Linked DNA regions of Capra hircus: region 2 is linked to region 1. A link is a contact called in public Hi-C data. All regions are on one chromosome and are shown on one strand. Each heading gives the region's core, a stretch centred on a gene start, on an enhancer-like site or on the middle of the called end of the contact. The rest is flanking DNA. Distances are from core to core; before and after follow the strand shown. Region 1 has its middle 17 kb from the start of EPS8L3. Region 2 holds the start of AHCYL1 (adenosylhomocysteinase 2).

What was found. A called contact is a pair of places that touch in the nucleus more often than the background predicts.
Region 2: a Hi-C map of blood shows a contact between it and region 1, with 5 times the contacts expected there. The contact joins the promoter of AHCYL1 here to the enhancer-like site in region 1. A contact is called at or near these places in 3 of 5 Hi-C or Micro-C datasets (blood and liver).

Annotation. Positions count from the first base shown.
Region 1 is chr3:86,955,000-86,961,146 of ARS1.2, reverse strand. No RefSeq gene overlaps it. Among named protein-coding and RNA genes, the nearest start is that of EPS8L3, 17 kb to the right of the region's middle. Within about 2 kb of position 1,931, at least 3 of the 5 cell types and tissues checked have an H3K27ac peak or open chromatin away from gene starts, as enhancers often do.
Region 2 is chr3:87,127,173-87,132,903 of ARS1.2, reverse strand. AHCYL1 (adenosylhomocysteinase 2) reads right to left here and starts at 4,374. Exons shown (of 17, transcript XM_018045883.1): 1 at 3,892-4,374. The coding sequence starts at 4,011.

The DNA.
Region 1 (6,147 bases), core at 682-3,181:
CCAGTTCCAGGACAGACTGCCCCAAACAGGCCTGCTCTAGAAAAACAGGAAAATGGGAAAAATGTTGTTTTTAAAGATGTACACACACAAAGCCACATAAAAACACACACGCAGATGCATGTACTCACACCGCTACACATATGCACACACGTCCTGTGTCAATGACCCTCAAGTACCTCCTCTCTCACCTCCAGCTGGGGGCCCCTTGTCTCCTTCAGGTTCTCAGCCTTTGCTGAAACCCTGAAGGACCCACCTTCTCCCCCCACAGCAGCTATGTCCTAGGCCTACTCTTTGAACCCAGCCTGCTAAGTTGACTATAGAGTTGGACAGCCCAGACCCAGATCTAGTGCAGATTCAGGTATCAGACTGGAGAACTGAAAGAGATTTCAAGACCCACCCATGTTCTGGGTGAGAACAACCAGCGTACAGTCAGACTCCTTCTCCCAGCCCTTCTCAGGTGGGCAGAGCCTGGCTGGGAGAAGAAAGGTCTCAGCCCTCTGCTGAGCCTACACACCAGGATCACCTAGTCCTCATAGGGGCAGGGCATCCTGCCAGGCCCCGTTCACAGATGCAGAACCAACCCACAAAGTCAGCTCCAGTGAGGCAGGCCCTCTCCTCATCTCTCTGGTTCTGGCTCTGGTGCCCTGTTCTCCACCCCCATATTCTGAGTGTCACTGTTACCTGAAAACTGGATTCACCTCTTGGTAGGTGTCAAACCAAAGGATACAACCTAGCCAAAGACTTGGAGAAGGAAGGATTTATTACTTGTAGCAACCAAGGAGAAGGGGGTGACAGAGGATAGGATAGTTGGATGGCATCTCTGACTCAATAGACATGAATTTGAACAAACTCCAGGAGATAGTGAAGGACAGGGAAGCCTGGCATGCTGCAGTCCATGGATGTAGGGTCAGACACAACTTAGCAACTGCACACAACAACAACAACACCGGAGATCTTTCCCAAAGCAGTGTCTTCCTGAACAGCAAGTTGGGGAAGCCTTTTAAGCTAAGGGTACATGTATGTTGTTGAAGGGTCTTGAGAAAAGAACAATCCAGTGTAGAATTAGGGCAAAGATGGACAGAGTCCAAGCTTTAGTTGATTGAAGTCAGGAGAGTCAGCATCCTCACTCTGCTCTCCATGTGCGTGGGGGCCTTAGTTTCTGCAGAACTCGAAGACGGGCATCAGATAGTGATGTATATCCTTGAGGAAGATCCAGGACTCTGTTTTATGGCTGAACTATTATTTCTTGATTGCTTTCCCTTTGTTCTTGCATTTCCTCACTTCCCTTAAGATCATTAATTCCTGAGACCTGTTCAAGGGCAAGCATTGTGGTCAGACTTAGATCAACCAAAATGGCTTAGGACAAAAATGGCTTCTCTTATGTCAAGAAAGCCATGCCTGATTCTCTTTCTCCAGGGCCCCCTACCCTACCTGCTTACATTTTCACTGGCTGTTGACAGGCATGAAAGGGAAACAAGCTGAATGCCTACTGACTTGCACTGTACATCGGAGTAGCATTCAAATTTGTCGTCATGGTAGATCTGTATATTTACTCAGTGAATAATCTTCTGCAGGCCAACATAAACCACGTTGAACAAAGGATGGCGCTTTCTCACTGTCTCCCTAGATACTCCATTTGGGTCCAGGCCTCATTGGCTGAGGGCGCTCACGAGATAAGAAGGGTTAAGGAGAGCAGAGCCAGGCACTATCTATAAGCTAGCTACCTCTTGGCCCTGTTTTCAGAGGAAGCTCAGGCTCCACAGGATGAGTCACATGCCTCAGGCGCTTTTCCAGGGCAGAACTCGGGTAGACCTGCCCCTGGCCCTGCCCTGGCTCTGTCCCCTCCCAACCTCGGGTCAGCTCGCCAGGCAGAGAACAGGGCCCAGCCTTGTGCCCTGGAAGAGAAGGGACATCTCTCCTTCTCCAGCCCTGGAGGGAGGTGATGGGATGCTGGGTTCTGCAGGACCACCACTACCCTCCGGGGTGCCCACCACAGTGCTGGGAATCTGGGGCTTCAGGGTGTCAACTCAGGTTCTCCTTGGCTGCCTCCTCTTCCGCCTCCTGCTGCTCCCGCTACCATGGCCAACCCCATTAATCACCTTCACTCTCGCCAATCCCCAGGAATGTGGCTAAAAGTCAGCCCTGGGTTAAACAAACAAACCAACCTGGAGGCTTCTAAGTCAGCTGTGAGGCTCTACCAGGCTTCTCCTTCCCTGCTCTGCCTGCCACCCCTGCCCACCCCCAGCCCCTGCTCCCACTGGGATCTCAGAGCCTCCTCCCACACACCCCAGGACCAGGAGGGAACAGCACAACCCCAGTGAAACCACCTTTAGGCTGAGCAGGGAGGGGCTGCCCAGAAGCCTGAAACCCACCTCCCCCTGGCCAGGGCCTCCCCTCACCATCTGCTTCACCCCGCACAATCTCTGCCCCTTACTCCTTCATATTTGGTGCCTAGCAACCCCGCTTCCCAATCTCAGGCCCTGCAAACCAGCTCTTATCCTGCCTGGGTCCCTACACCACACCTCAAAGGAATGGAACATGTCCCTGGGAAGGTTCCCCCAAGGATGTGGAGAAGCCAGAGAGGTTGGGGGCAGCTGGGAGCCTCTTCCTGTCCACCTTCCTGCTTTCCACATCCCCTCCTCTATCCCCAGGACTCAGCACCAGTAACGTCCCACTGAGCCTGGCCTGGGAGCAGGCTCAGGGACTTTCTGCTAAGGGAAGAGGGACCCACACCCCTAAGTGCCTGTAAACAAAGAGGAAAATATGCAAACACTCAGCCCACTCACACGAACACAAGAATTCACAGCTGGACCAAGGGATGCGCACAGGTGCAGACCACACTGCTGATCAAATGAACTGCACTGACGGGGCCAGAGCTGCGGCTGCAGCTCCCACGCTAGGGCCCCCGGCCCTGTGGTGCCTCAAGCCACTTAAAATATTCAGAAAGCCAACAGACAGCCTACATTTAGCCACAGTGAGGCTTCTGGGATTAACAGTGAGGCTTCTGGGACTCTGGCTTTGCTTTTAGCCAGAGTCACATCAACTCAATGCAGACCATTTCATGCTGATAAACATTCTGAGGGTCCATGTACCAGAATTAGATTGAGAAAACGGAGAAAGAAGTCACAAATTAGCAATCATTATTTAACAAATGTTTTCCAAACATGGAGTATATAGCAGATAATAAAATGGATCTTATATGCTTATTTCCTTAATATACAAAGAGCTCCTACAAATCAATGAGAAAATGATGCATAGACCTCCCTTGAAATGGTCAAACATCAATAACATGGGATTCACAAAAAGAGAAGAAAGAAATCAAAATAGTCAACAAATATAGGAAAATATTCTCAAACCCACTCTAAAAGGTACTTAATTTTTAATGAGATATTATTTTTCACCTATCAAATCAATAAAGATTTAAAGGCGGATAATACTCATATTGGTGAAGATGCAAGAAAATGGGCTTTCTCATACACTACTGATGGTGCTGTAGGTTGTTACAGCATTTTTGGAAGTCAATTTGGTAACAAATATTCAGATTTTAATCAGCAGTCAATTAATCTACAAATATAGCTGTTCATCTCAGCACTATCTGAATAGTAAAAACTGGAAGCATCTTAAATGTCCAGCAAAAAAAGGAACTGGTTACTTGAGTCCTTACAATGACTTTGCAGCCAGTACAAAGAATGGGTGGATATACAGACATTGACATAAAAAGGATGCCCAAAATATGACATTAAATGAGAAAAAAGCTAGTCATAAAATAATATAGTTATGATTCAACTGTGTTAAAAAAAAAATACAGTGATGTGTATCTATGTATGCTTGCTTATAAGGAACATGCCTTAGGGATAAACAAGAAATTGTTAAGAGTGGTTCCCTGGGGAATAGGATGGGAGCAGGAGCAGGGGTGGACAGAATGCTCTTAATTTTTATATGCCTTCCCTTCATCTTATAGTATTTATCAAAATTTTTATAACTTTTGATGATTTTTATTGAGTATAATTGACATATGACAGTTTCAGGTGTACAACATCATGATTTAATATATGTATGTAAATTGATTTTTGAGGAATGGCTACCCACTCCAGTATTCTTGCCGAGAGAATTCCCCGGACAGAGGAGCCTGGCGGGCTACAGTCCGTGGGGTCACAAAGAATCAGACACAACTGAGTGACTTTCTCTTTCACTTGGCAAGGAAAAGGTGCGAGCTCCCAGTTTAGAAGCTCTGGGTGATTTCTAAGAAGGGGCTTTCAGAGGATGTGAGGATGGCTGTCCCAAGGTCCAGAGCAGAGGCTTGGAGGGGAGCCCCGTAGGAGCAGGCCTGTCTCTCATCTGGAAGAAGATGTCAGTGGAGGGAGCCCTGCTCTCCCAGCACCTCCCCCACTCAGGCAGGGGGCAAGCCTCGGAGGGGCAGGCTGACTTGCCCTGGTCCAGCCCCCTCTCCTCTCCCTCCACCCCAGGGCTCCTCCTTCTCTTTCTGACCCAGGCCTGGACAAAATCTGCAACCCACAAGAATACAATTAAAACAACACCTTTTTTAAAAGGAAAAGCAAAAGTGATAAGACCATCAGATAGATAGCTGTTTGAGAGCAGTGTTTGACCGGAAGGTCTCACAGCCTGGCCAGGGATGCTAAGACCAAGGGTGGGGTCCTCTGGAGGAGGAAGACCTTTCTGGTCTTTGTGATATTCCTGCAACCCACTCACCCCCGTCTTAACTCCAGTCCCATGGGGCAGAGCAGGGTCACATGGTTCTGACTGGTAGGTCAGCTCCTAAGTTTCTTATCAGGGCTGTCACTTTCCTTCCCTGGCCATCAGTCTCTTCATCCATAAAGTGGGCATCATGGCACCCTGAGCGCTGATGTGAGGATTAGAAGCATAAATAAATACTAGAGCAGGAGGAGTGCCACATAAAAAGCGTGCGGTTAACTACCTTTATGTGGCAGTAACTTTGCAATAATGATTATTAATTGCATTGCCACTGTAATCATTTCACAATATATACCTATATCAATCCATTGTGCTGTACATCTTAAATTTATACAGTGTTACATGTCAATTACATCTCAGTAAAGCTGGGGGTGGGAGCATATATAACTGTTCATCAGTGTTCTCTTATCACAACCTCACCTCTGTGTCTTTGCTCTGCTGGTTCCCCTGTTCTGGATGCCCTTCCTTTTTCTCCATCTGGCAAAATCTTACTATTTTAAGGCCTACCTCCGGTATCACCTCCTTTGAAGCCACCCGCCAATGCAGGAGGCGCAGGAGATGCGAGTGTGACCCCTGGGTTGGGAAAATCCCCTGGAGAAGAAAATGGCAACCCACTCCAGTATTTCTTGCCTGGAAAATTCCATTGGCAGAGGAGCCTGGCAGGCTATAGTCCAGGGCAATAGTCGGACACAACAGCGATCGAGCATACACACCAGTATCACCTCCTTTGTCAAAACTTCTGCAGCGCTAGATGAGCAGAAGCATCCTCTCCTCCTCAAGACTTCTGGGCACTTTACTCCTAGCCCCTCAGCCCTTACCAGCTAGGTCGTGGGAGTCACTGACCCTGTGCACCGGGGACTCTGGGCCAGGATGCTGCCCTTTCGTGTCCTGTCTAACATAGAAGCCACTGGGCAAATCTTTGTCAGATGCCCACAGGATGACTTCTGCTTGTCTCCTGACAAACTTCCCCCCTCCTTTTAGGGGGAGGGGACTGAGCAGGGGATGGGCCTTCCTTTTCCCTAGCTGCTTTCCTGGATTTGGGTTGATTTCAAAGAACTTGGGGTGCCCTCATTGGGGGTCCAATTCAGATACTCTTGAGGTTGGGGCTCCCTCATTACGGTGAGGAGCTGGGGATACCAAAAGCAAGGGGCACAGCTGGAGAGCTGGACTCAGCTGGGACGTGTGCCCTAGAAGGGTGGATACCCAACGCAGGGCTGTCCTATTAGGTCACCCAAACTCGGTGGCTTCAGCGGCCACGCACGGGCCTTTTGAGGGAAGGAGCCGGCTTGCCCTGACCCCCACCACAATACACACACACACACACAAACACACACAGCTGTGCACAGCTGGATTGTTCCCTCTGAACCCTCTGAACCTGGTGTTCCTCCCCACTCCCAGAAGAGCCACCCCACCCCAGACCTCAGGAAACATCGT
Region 2 (5,731 bases), core at 3,125-5,624, 170 kb before region 1:
TCTTCTTCCTTACTATGTTGGTGGTAAGGTTTGACTGTATAGATCCTAGTCAAATGCCTAATGTTTCACTCTAGAGAGTCACTCTATACGTTCAGAAGTACAGGTGTTCTGACAGGCCTTCCAAAGAAACATGTCTATCTCAGGAGGCTTCATCAACAAACTTGGGTTTACACTATGGGGGGAAATTAAAAAAAACCAACAACCCAATTTGACACGATCTTAATTTCCAAAGGCCCAAGGACAAATATTACCACTGCAATACAAAGTAGCAGAAAAAGAGGGATGAATACCCAGCGAAGATGGAGAACTGGCTGACTTGTTCAGTTTGACTGATAACTGCCAACATTAAACAAGGATCCTCTTCAGCTGTGATACAATGTACATGGACCTTACAACTCTAGGTCTCCTTTTCTCACCCAAATTCTCCTGGCAATTCCATCTGAAATCACCAGTGACAGCTGGTGAACAAGACTTCACACACGAATCATACTATAGCTATTAATACTATCACATGAAAATATCCTTTAGAACTTCAGTGTCAGCAGAAGTTGCCTCCCTGAGGAATTGGTATAGATTATTTCCCATGTCTGCTAATGAGACTGTAACTCTGATTCATTCTCCAGCTCCTAGGAAGCTTAGGGTTGCGTGTGATGATCAGCCAGCCTCATCAATTGTCTTAGCCCTCAGGGTTAACAACATTTTTTTCCCTTTTTTCTATAGTTTGGGCTCCTCATTTATACTGTATGTGTCCTGTATTGTAAGTCATTTCAAACGCTCATTAAAGACAGAGAGTGTAAGTACACTAATATATTTCTTTTTAAAAATCATTTTTGCTTACTCCCAACATATACCTATCTGCACATGTTCTAAAAACAAAGCACTGATTTGGCAGATAAGGAAACTGAGGCACAGAAGCTCATTTGCTCAAGTTGGGACCCATTTACCTGGCTTTCTGATACTCAGATCAAGCTTTGAATAGGACCGTGGAGTCATATTATCTACATAGTACTGTGGTAGCTCTCACGGCATACAAAAATGAGTAACTTGTGATTAGTTTTAGAATCTTGCTATTTATGCACTTAATGGAAGGACACCCAAACTTCCCCAAAGTGAATAAAACTTCACAAGTTACACAGGAATCTGATCTGACTGAGGACCATCAGGGTCACCCTGAAGTAACCTATAGCCTCTGGCTGGCACCAGAAATGTCCTCATTTCCCAAGGGGCCTCAGGCTTAGAATGATCCAAGGATTAGCTGGTCGAGAGCCATGCTGAATTCTCACAGGCAAAGGACAGCACTATTTGAAGAGGCCTTTTCTCACACCATTCAATGCATGCCAAGATAAAATTTTTTCTCTTACTTTGCTCACGCTTTCTCACATTATCAACACATGGCAGAAGCACAAAAGTGACCTAAGTCATAATGTCCAGTTCAGCTAAAGTGATGAAAAAACAGTTAGGACTTGCTATGTGACCTTGACTAGTCCTCAACGAACCCATTAACTAAATAAAGGCCTTTTTAATCATCACTAGGGGAAGGGTAATTAGTCATCATAAAGCACTTTAATAGAAAGTGCTGTGCAAACACTAAACAACAAAGCTCAGAAAGAGCAAGATTAATAAGAAACACAGGGGTACATTTACCAGCAAATGGAGACTTACAACAGGGTCTTCCCACATTCCTGGCAGAGACCACTCCTTTGAGCTAATGGAATATGAATCTCTAAAATCATTAGTACTTGGCCTGACAGTGATACACATTAGCACCATTCCTCCTTGGAAAAAAAAGGGGGGAAAGAGTTATTTATTCCTGGTAGGCAGCCATACAGACATCTCAATTACCAGTTAGCCAGCCAGATGGGCAATTACTATTTGAATACCTACTATATGCTAGGTACAGAGCTGGGGCACAATGGATACAATGGTGAACACACGTTTCCGCCTTTATGGAATTTACAGTCTACAATACAAACTTTTGTTTTATTACTAGTGGCACCTGCAGGAATAAAACCTTACTAAAATAAAGGCAAGTAAGAATAAAGAGGCCTAATTCCTGAAGCCACTAGGCCGACAAAAGGCTATGCGGAGAGGAAGATTTCGGGGAATGAGGGTACCAGGGTGTTCCCATTCTTCTCCCTAACTCATCACAAGTACTATCCTTACACAGTCTGCTTATGTACACTTTGTCTCCACCTAGTGCAGATTACAATGGAGAAGGCAGTGGCACCCCACTCCAGTACTCTTGCCTGGAAAATCCCATGGACAGAGGAGCCTGGTGGGCTGCAGTCCATGAGGTCGCTAAGAGTCAGACACGACTGAGCGACTTCACTTTCACTTTTCACTTTCATGCATTGGAGAAGGAAATGGCAACCCACTCCAGTGTTCTTGCCTGGAGAATCCCAGGGACGGGGGAGCCTGGTGGGCTGCCGTCTATGGGGTCGCACAGAGTCGGACACAACTGCAGTGACTTAGCACCAGTGCAGATTACAAAGGGTTACTGCTCCAACAAAGCAGTCAGCTGAACTGAGAGCACTAAAAATAAGATTAATCAGACTTCTTAGAATCAAGGGATCTTCTGCAAGGTTTTATAAGGCATTCTGTTGGGTAAGATCTAAATTTTGTGGGAAGACAGAGCTAAAGCACACAATGGTGACCTCTCTTTTCAATCCTGTATTAGATTTCTGGAGTGGCAGGTTAATTTCCTTAAAAGAAAAAACAAACAAAAAAATCATCTCTCCCACAGCCTGAAGGACTGTCACTATCTACAAATCTTGCTTTGTGCAGCTTACGCCAGCAGTGCATCCCATCAAACACTGCAGGTGGGGACAGCCTTGAAACTCTGTCTTTATATAGGAGGGAAATATTTACCCAGGTTCTTACTGGTTTCAGAAAGGTCACCTCTCTGCTAAGGTTCTCTTGTTCTCCGTTAACTGGTGCCAGTGATGTAGAAAATCAAAATGTGGTTGGCAGCAAACACTCAGAAAGCACCAAGGATCCCAATTCCACCACTCAGAGAGCTGGTTAGATTAATACTTCCAAAGGCTGCCATTTAATCCTCCAAAATAAAAGAATTAGAAGGATGTTCTTTGAGCTCAACCCACAGCATAATAGACTAAACCTGTTCTGCCTCAGTAAGTGCAGTAAAGAATGAGCAATCGCTCCTCACCACCCACCCCTCCAACCCACCCAAGCTCCTTTCTCAAGGGATGCCGAAGTGATCTATTCACACGACTCTACAATCAACCTGTATCCATGACAGTGTCTGCTGTCACCAACCTCCAAATGTTAATTTCTTACATGTGTCGAAGCAACCAGACGACCACAGAAAATGAAAATTAGTCTTCAATTTCATGCTGCCCTCATGCTTTTCACCTGCATAAAAGAGCTAGCTAGCTCCACGCATTTTTTTTTTTTCCCCATCTTGCCTCCAAGATCACACGCAGTTGTTGGATAAGCTGGCCACTGCTCCCAAAGAAGCACTATCAGATTCACCCGCTCACCTGAGGGGAGAGTTCCTGTACACCCTCATCCCCTGGGGCTGGTCACTGGGGTCAGCAGACTTCGCTCACCTCTCTCCCACTCCCGTCTCTGAGGCCCTTCACCGAGGATAAGTCAGCCGCAAATTTAAGGCCTGGCCCTGCCGGGTTTCGAAAAGATCCCAGAGGACTTGGGCCGAGGGACAAAGGAAAGTGAGGTCAGGGTCGGCCTTTCCAGCTTGGGATAGGCCTGGGGCCGCTCACTCTCCACCCTTCACACCACCTCCGTAGTCCTGGGTCCCTGAAACCTCGCCCCTTAAGTCCCAAACTAGCTGGAGCCCGGGGCCCGGGATGGCTCGCGCCCCTTCCTCGAGGCCCCCAGCCGGACCCCCGCCGCCACCCAGAGCCCCCGCACCTTCTTGGGCGCCTTGGTGACGGTGGCCATGAAGGAGTATTTCTCGGCGTCCTCAATCTCCTTGGCCTGCTTCAGCTCCTCCCCGACACCGGGCAGCGGCATCGCGTCAGGCATCGACATCCCCCGGCCGGCCGGGCCCGTGGCTGACCCGCCGCCCCCGCCTCCTTCCCTCACGGGCGCTCGCCCGCCTGCCCGCGCGGCGCCCTCCGACACGCGCTCGCCCACCCTCCCGCCGGGCCCCGCGCCAAGCCGCGTCGGGTGCTGAGGTGCTGTGGCCCGCGCCTCCTCTGCTCCGCGGTCCAGGACAGCCGGACAGCGACAGCGGCGACAGGAGCACCAGAAGCAGCAACGCGGAGCTCTGACCGGCCCGCGCCGCCACCTCCGCCGCACGCAAACACGGACGCAAAGTAAGGGTAGAGGGCGGTGACGCCACGTCGAGTACTGGCAGCTCCCAGCGGGCGGGGGAAAGGCGGGGAGAACGGCGCTCTGTCATGACGTCACCACGTTGGACTGGGCCGCTGAAGCCACCTTTTCTTCCTCGTTCGCGGGTGAAGGGAAGCTCCAGGGGTGAGCCGCACCCTTGTATGCCGCCAGGTGGCGCCATTACCTTGCGAGCAGCCCGCAGTTCCCGCAAGGTTGCCGCGGTGCTGTAGGGCCTTTGGACTGCGGGATGCCAGGGGAGGCCTCAGAAGGGTGTAGGGATGCTTGGGAACGAGTACCAAAGCCTTACACAACACAGCCTACAGCCAGTCCTAGGAAGCTTCCGGTGCCCTAGGTAGCCCACTAGCTCACTGCCCCATGGTCAGGCTCTTTGAACCAGAATCTCCTTCCCAAGAGGCAGCGTTTGCCTCTTTGACACCGTAAGAGTGGGCAGAACAGAACCAGAGCAGTGTGGTTTCTGCGCAACACTTTGTGACCTCCTCCACCACCGTCTCCGCTGGGCCTTGCTTGTTTACAAGTTCTTCATGTCGCGGAGCTGATGGGATAGGGCTAAAGATGGTTAAGAGGGTGGGAGAGGAAAAGGGGTGGGGGAGGGGAAGAGAAGTCGACGTGCCCCTCCATCCCCCCACCCCCAAGCGTTTGGCTCTGCCAGCTTCCAGGGAGGCACTAGGGCATTCATGAACTATTCACATGCTTTTACTGGGCCTGGCTATGTGCCACCCCTGTGCCAAGGCCCTGGATAGTACAGATGTGTGTAACACGTTTTTTGTTTCTAAAGGCTTAGTCCAGCTGGTGAGGCAGTGTCAGCTGAGGTTGCTTGTCCTTTGACATTCAAATGACATTGGCTCAAACTTCCACGTCCTGTGGAAAGTCCAATGCTCCCCCCTCCCCGATTTCTGTGAATTACTCGGGGGACAGAAATTTTCAAGGTTACCTCTGGCTCTAGTTTTCTGCCTCGTCTGAAGTTTTAGTCACTATTCTGATCTTTGTGGCTGTTTCTTTAGTTCCTGCTTGTCAATTCAAATGTGGATAACAGTCCCTTCTCCTTTCAACTCCCACCCCTATTCCAAAACAACCACAAAAATAATGCTGTAACATGTAGCAGAACTTTTAATGAAGTTTTGTGGGCCACAAGGGAGAGGTTACATCACATCACAAACAATTTGAAGTCACATTTCTGAAATGTTCTGAAAAGTTATTTTGGCCATCTCGTCACCCGGGACTTCTCATTAGCCCCACCACCCCACAAAGCTCCCTAGTCCATTGCCTGTCTCATCCCGCTTCCTCCTGTTCCTCCCTTCCCATCCCTCCGCCTCACCCTTCCCTCTATGATTGACTGGGAAGCCAGATCCCTCTCCACTCTGCTGAGTGTTCAAGACTTCCCAGGGCCCTTTTCCTA